Linked DNA regions of Mus musculus: region 1 is linked to region 2. The links are chromatin contacts, called in public Hi-C maps. All regions are on one chromosome and are shown on one strand. Each heading gives the region's core, a stretch centred on a gene start, on an enhancer-like site or on the middle of the called end of the contact. The rest is flanking DNA. Distances are from core to core; before and after follow the strand shown.

Region 1 (3,777 bases), core at 193-2,692, 380 kb after region 2:
CTCTCTCTCTCTAAGGACAGGCCATCTCTGTATCCTTCTCTCTCTCTCTCTCCCTAAGGACAGGCCATCTCTGTATCCTTCTCTCTCTCTGAGAACAGCCCACCTTGCTGTATAAAACCTGCAGACATAAAACCCAGAATAACATTCAGTCCTAGGGAATGCTTGTGTCAAAGTGATTCCTGTTTCCATTTCTCACTTTATTGTTTTCTGACAACAACTCAAGGTTGAGGTGCCTGGTTCCTTAGCACCTGTGTATCAAAAACTTATGGCTGAGGCTTGGAGGGAAGACTTAGGACATTCTCTCACCTCTCCTCTCTCTTTATGAAGGTCCCAAGAATGTTGCTGGGAGTCTCTGTCTTTGCAAAGACATTACTGAGGCCAGTTTAAGATCTGGAGTACAGGAAGGTAAAGAAGCGCTTTTGACTAACTCTGATTGCTCACTGGCAATGTTGTTAAATAGGTGTCCTATTTAAAAAGCACAGGAGTGGGAAAATTATCAAAGTGGGTAGGCTGAGTAGAAGATTACAGATGAAATGAACTGTGATTTTAAAAAAAACATTACGGTATGAGGCTGGAATGTTTCTCAGTTCATAGGGAACTTGCCCAGCATGGATGAGATCTGGTTCTGTCTCTAGAACCACACAGTCTATTATGGCTCAGGCCTGTAATCCCAGCCCATGGGAGCTAGTTACAGAAGAATCACAGGTTTGAAGCCATCGTTAGTTACCCAGGGATTTCGAGTGGCCATTCTGGGCCACGAGAGTTTCTGTCTCAAAAACAAACAAAACTGCAGTGATTTCTGAGCTTTAAACTTGTCTCTTAGTTATATGTTAAGTACTTTTCAAAGCCACTGCTTGCTTGCTTGCTTTCTTCCTTTCTCTCTTCCTTTCTCTCTCTCTCTCTTTCTTTCTCTCTTTCTTTCTTTCTTTCTTTCTTTCTTTCTTTCTTTCTTTCTTTCTTTCTTCCTTCCTTCCTTCCTTCCTTCCTTCCTTTCTTCCTTTGTTTTTTAAATAAGAATCCCGGTCACACTAACAAGGCCACTGATGGGCAAACAGAGTATGAAACTGGGGCAAAGGGTCGCCACAAACACAGTCATTGTCACAAAGCTGAAATACAGCAGAGGAAGATTGGAATCCAGAATTCTTCTCCCATGAGTTGTCCTGTACTTGGACTCAACATTACTCTAGATTTTGTGATCACAAAGGAAAAGCAGAGTTGCTACACACATTTCAACAAATATCTGAGGCTGGTATGTGTCAGGTCCCATGATGCTCCCAGAGGACAGAGATGGGTAAGTTGGTCCCAGATGTTAATTTTCTCATGAGTGCTTTTCTGACCTTGAACCATGCTGTGAGAAACCTCCGGCTCCATACCCTTCGCCTACCACGCAGTCCCAGCCAACGGGTGTCTAGACAGCACCTACCATCCAGATGCTGCCTGGTGAGCCATGAGGTCACACCACGGGGCAGCTTAGCAGCACTCAGCCTGCTGTGTTGGCAACAGCTCAGGCTTGCTAATTGGGACAGGTGCACAGTGTGATGACAGCAGACCACCCACAGAGTTGTGACACAGCCAGCAAAGGCAAGAGGAACAGAAAGGGAGAAGCAAGGAAACCTGATCTGCAGGCTGGGCGATGATGATTGCCAGAGAAGATTTCGTAGGCAGAGACCCTCGGAGGACGGACGCCTGAGAAGAAAGAGTGACGGTTTTTAGATGGGGATGTTCTTATCTTTAGAGCAAGTGATAGAGGCACAGGAAATGAATCTTTGGAAATATATACAACCACAAGCCTGCTGAAGGATATCATTTGCATATGTGTGTTATCTCTCTCTCTCTCTCTCTCTCTCTCTCTCTCTCTCTCTCTCTCTCATTAATCATAATGTAAGCAATAGATGTTTCCAAAAAGTGTAACAATATTGTTTTGGGGAAGCCTCCTTAATATTGACATTTCAAATAGCTAGATAAGAATTAGTGGTAAAATTAAAGAGCATTTCAATAACTAGTTAAGTGGTGCTTAGCAAAAATGTGAGATAAACCCTCTTAGACACATGTAGAAGTTCTTTAGCTGTCCTTAGATCTTAGCACTATAGGCAAAACTGATCTAATATTGTAAACAGTGGCAGAAAGAATAAGACAAAAATCCCAAGAGTTAAAACAGGGAAAATTATTCAGTCATGGTCAGAGTTTCAGTGAAACAGTGTTCTATTTTTCTTGGGAACTAATGGATCATAATTTGTGCCAAAATGTTTAGCAACTGGTGGGATAGCTAGTATTGATGGCCAGTCAGCTTGACAGGACTCAGAACTGCTGCAGACACAAATCACTGGACACCTTGGTGAGGGAGTTTCTAGACTGAGTTGACTGAGGTGGGCAGACCCACCCTGAGTTTAGGCTGGGGTCCCAGACAGACTCTCCTTTCTGTCCACCACCTCACTCCCGTGACACCCAGGCGAACATAAACCTTTCCTCCATTCAGATGAATCCAGTCTGAGGCTTGATCATAGCAATGAGAAAAGTCACAGCTACACTAGTATTCAATTAAATGCTATAAATGTGTATGTGTGTGTAACGTGCACTTCTGGTAATGTCTGTTAGGCTTTAAGTGAGATTTTAAAATGATGGACATAGAAACACATTGAAATGGTATGCCAGTTATGAAAATGCTGTATTCCTTTACATTATTATGCTAGCTAGGAGTCAACAATATTTATTATCTACATCTTTGCAACTTGGCAACTCAATCTCAAGTGGAGAATTAGATGCTCATTCGCATTTTCTTCCCTCTCAAAAGTTATCAGCCAATCAGAGTTACTTAGAACATGTTACCTAGTCACCTTCTTTTATTGTGGAAGCTTGTACTTGACAATGTACTTGTTATCACAAAAATTCCTAACAGCTACACGGTCTGCCTGGTATGTTGCTGGAATGAAATTTAGATAATATTCATGAGGCCTTTATTATAGACACTTTAGAAATGTTTCATCGTAATTAGCAAAGCTAAAATGATTTCTTAATTCTCTGAATATGTAGGTCTTAATGGTGAAAACCTGAGAGCTCTTTGGTATCTGTTATAATATTAACACTTACATTTGACATGGAAAAAAGAAGTAAAAATTATTTGTCAGTGTATATATTCTGTGTGTGTGTGTGTGTGTGTGTGTGTGTGTGTGTGAGAGAGAGAGAGAGAGAGAGAGAGTGTGTGTGTGTGTGTGAGTGTGTGAAGTTGGGGAAAGGGAGGAGACAGGGATAGAGAGGGAGAGATATGTTCCACATAGATACTCAATCCTATTTTTTCCGAATGTTACCTGTGACAAAGGAGGTTTTCAGGTATGAATAAGTTAAGGTTTTTTATGTGGAAGGGTATTTTGAGCAATTCTGATGGACTGAGTATAATGTCAAGGATCTTTAAAAGACCCCGAGTGAAAACAGGCAGTCAGAAGTTCGTGGAAGGAGGCAAGGCTGTGGCAATGTGAGAGCAGACACCAGCTAAGGAATGCGGGCGCTCACTGAAAGGTGAAGATGGCAACGAAGCAAATTCCTCCCCAGAACCTTCTAGAAGAACCAGCCCTGGGATGGAGTTTGAACTTTTGATCCTTAGTGCAGCAAGAAGTAAATTTTCATTCTTTTACCTCACAGAATTATCACCATTTGTTCCAGCAGCTAAGGAAACCCACCCATATTCATTCAAGCTGAATTCACAGCAAATTTGGGGAAATTCCTATTTTATCTGTAAGGAGCTCATCCATGCTGGTGTATGGTTTCCACAAAAGACAAACA
Region 2 (3,469 bases), core at 562-3,061:
TTCTGCATTTTTACTGCAATGTATCCTTTTAAGGGGCTTTTCTTCTTAAATCTCTCTCCATTGAACATGAGTCCAGAGAGATGAGTTATTATGTTGAAAATGTCATCTCTCCAGATTCACTCTAGAATCAGGACAGACAGAACTCCCAACCCTCTGCACTCACTCTCACCTTCCTTGCTGATTTTGGAGGCAGTATCCTGCCCTATTCATCGTTCATCTTTCACTTTATCTGGAGCAGGAAGGAGGTTTGACGTTCATCAAAGTCTGAACAATGGACTTTAATCTGGGAGTAGCCTGGAGAAGGATGTGAAATTTGGAAGTAAGGAAAGTTGTGAATGCCAGCAGGCAACCATGAACTCTGAGGAAACTGTCTGGTCCTCTAAAACCTCATGACATTTCTGTTTTGAATAGCAGGTGAGCTGTTAAGGCTTTGAATAGAGAATATTCATCCCATAGTGTTGGTAAATGCTACTGTCACGCTGATCTATGCTGCAGAGCTCTTCTTTACAGTCCTTACCACAATCTCAAGGAAGTGAATGCCGTCATCTTCCTTCTCTAGACGATGTCCCTGTGACAAAGAGAAGTCAATGGGTTGGAAGAATTGCTTCAGAGTGAAACCTGGACCCCTCGCCCTGGATGACAGACTTTTCAATGTGTAAAAAATCTTTCCAGAAGGGAAAATTTCATCTCTCAAGCATCAAGGCTACTTCCTCTGAACTGTCAGAGGTGGAGGGCAGGGTTCTATGGAGTAAGAATTTCTATGAACAGGAGAGGTTATCTCTAGACTTGGTGTCTCAGATGTCAGTGGAGTTATCCCGTCATAGTGAGATGATAATCCACGAGTAAGGAAAAGGTCTTTATTCAAGCAAGAGCTGTTCTCCAGTCCTGAACTGGAAGCTATGAAAAAATAATTTATACTTTCTCCTTAATGAACTGTGTTATGTAGGTACCAAGAAAGGAGCAGCATTCCAATTAAAAAAGTATTGATTGCTCATCTGTTAATGTCATCTGCTTAGAATTAATGGCCACTGAACCTCTCAGGGATTTTCATCGTGAGTCATCTCAGCTCCTGTTCTTTGCTTATGGAATATTCCACTCGAATTGTGTGCTCTTTTACATGGGTGCTTCTTTGTCTATTAAAATGCAGTTTCTCATGTTAGACTATGTAGTACTACAGTCATCGCAAATGAAAGGCAGAGGAATTTAATACACTTCAATGCCTTCCTTTACTTACACACTTTCAAGCCACTCATGTCTTCCATACTCTTCTGAGTATAAACAGGTAAACCCTCACTTAGAAATAAAATAAAAAAGAAAGAAAAGAAAACAAATACTTCAGAATAACAGAACAAAACTCCAAACCCTTCAACCATTCGGAAGAATGGGAGACAAATAAATGAGGAAAGAGTTGAGGGATACAGTTCATTGACAGATCCCAGACTTAGAATAGCAGGCTTTGGGGTTAGTCTCTCGAACCAATTCTGCAAGCAATAACTCCCCTGATATAAGCAAACAAAACAGAAATGAAAATCCCAACATCACGATACAGCGCAACCACCCACAGAAATGAAACATTAATGTCACAGAGAAGTTAGTTATTTCTTGGCCCAAAGTAGGATATATAATCTCACTGTGTTTGAGCCAAGCTCCGGATCTAACGAGGCTCTGTTTGGGGCCTGCAGAACTCTCCAGGGCATTGTGCTAATTAACTCTGAACGGGGGACATATTGGGAAGCCATTGGGTGTCAGGCTGAAGTCTGGCAGTGGAGGAAGGGAAACCGGGTAAGCTCAGAGAACACACATGTCAGGGGACAGATGTGATCACCGTGTGCAGCTTGGGTGGAATTTATCTTCCAGTTCAGTAGCTGGCCTGGCACTGTAAAGTAACCTGTGGCCAATCAGGAGAGGCTTGAGACAAATGTTAATTCTTCAGAGTGCTTAGCTTTCTCTCACCCACTTTCTTCGCCTGGGTGTCTCAGCAAGATTCCCTTACCGGTAAGCCATGGACAGCTTCTGCCTTGCCTGGGCGTTTTTCTCCTGCAGAGAATTGCTTATTCAAATTAGCAGTATCTGTCTTCTGTATTAGAGGCTCATCTACCACTAGGCGAGGGCAGGATTTCAGAAAGTAAATGTATCAAACTGAACACCCCCGTAGGGAACCAGGACACTCTGGCTGCAGTCCTAGAGCCTACTCCGACACAAATTGATTGCACGTCATCTCATTCATGCCCCTCCCCCCCAAAAAGTCATTGTGTCAAGAAACTACACAGCTCTAAGGTGTGTTTCTACCTTAAGATCTAGAATAATCTTCTTCATCGGTTTTTCTCATTCACTAAAAGTTGTTGAAAGAATTTTAAGTTGGCAGGTCATAAATTTAATTAGGTACAAAGAGCTTAGGTACAAAGAAAGCTTATTGTTATCTTGCATAGGCCTTTAAATATATGTATTCCAGAGCCTTTTATCTAGCTCCCACAGCTGGGAGACAACCATTTAGCTCACTGTGCTTATGTGTGCCCTACCACACTACCTGGTTAGCACAGCCAGTTATTCCTGTCAAACAAGCCAGCCTCTTTCTACTTATTCTTCTCTCCAATCTTCTTCTTCTTCTTGGTCAAGAAAATGTCCAATTTTGTTTCTTGTATAACTCAAATAAACACATTAATATGCACCCTGGCCTACAATGATTAGTTTCTTTTTTTTTACATGTCTGTATGTATACATATATATGCATGTATATTATTAAATATTTATTTATTTACTTTATTTGTATGAGTACTCTGGAGACCGGTGGGCAACAGACCCCATTACAGATGGTTGTGAGCCACCATGTGGTTGCTGGGAATTGAACTCAGGACCTCTGGAAGAACAGTCAGTAATCTGTCAGTGCTCTTAACTGCCGAGCCATCTCTCCAGCCCTAATGATTAGTATCTTCATTCAGTTCCTTAGTCTGTGACTCAGCCTTTATCTGACACTTTATAGTGACACTCAGCAACCCAGTTATACCCTGGTACTTCCCTTCTCATTTCTCACCAAAGTTAGGTGCACTGCAGTATCTAGTGATGTCTTATCCATTGGCACACTATCTCAGTGTACAGAAGGAATGTTTTGATGTCTCTACTGGAGCATGCTAGGTTCCATCTGTATTCTAGTTGCTATGGGTGGTGGCATCTCATTGTCAGCCAGGCGGCAGGAGATGAAGTTCAACCACCTTTTAGTGTTTTCTTTAGAGTCTCCTTCCTGGAATTGCTTCTTTCATCAGTTCATTCAGTTTGGGCTTCTCCAAAAGTGATTATGAGCCCAAGACTTGCAGACAAAAATAGACTTATTAAAGTATAATCTTGTAAGATGCAGTGGTAAGAAAGTTCACTTGCTGTGGTGATTTGAGTGAAAAAATGTCTCCCATAGGTTCACATATTTGAACAGTTGGTTCCTTGGTTGGTGGCCCTGCTTGAGGGAGGTTATGGAACT

The links. A called contact is a pair of places that touch in the nucleus more often than the background predicts.
Region 1: a Hi-C map of cerebellum shows a contact between it and region 2, with 2.8 times the contacts expected there. The contact joins two enhancer-like sites. A contact is called at or near these places in 2 of 484 Hi-C or Micro-C datasets (the N1E-115 cell line and cerebellum) and 1 of 115 datasets of contacts at active chromatin or transcription factors (differentiating embryonic stem cells).

The regions. Positions count from the first base shown.
Region 1 is chr16:85,679,114-85,682,890 of GRCm38.p6, forward strand. No RefSeq gene overlaps it. Among named protein-coding and RNA genes, the nearest start is that of Gm52244, 120 kb to the left of the region's middle. Within about 2 kb of position 1,443, at least 26 of the 459 cell types and tissues checked have an H3K27ac peak or open chromatin away from gene starts, as enhancers often do. A contact at or near this core is called in cerebellum, where this site is marked.
Region 2 is chr16:85,298,515-85,301,983 of GRCm38.p6, forward strand. No RefSeq gene overlaps it. Among named protein-coding and RNA genes, the nearest start is that of Gm41483, 23 kb to the right of the region's middle. Within about 2 kb of position 1,812, at least 3 of the 459 cell types and tissues checked have an H3K27ac peak or open chromatin away from gene starts, as enhancers often do. A contact at or near this core is called in cerebellum, where this site is marked.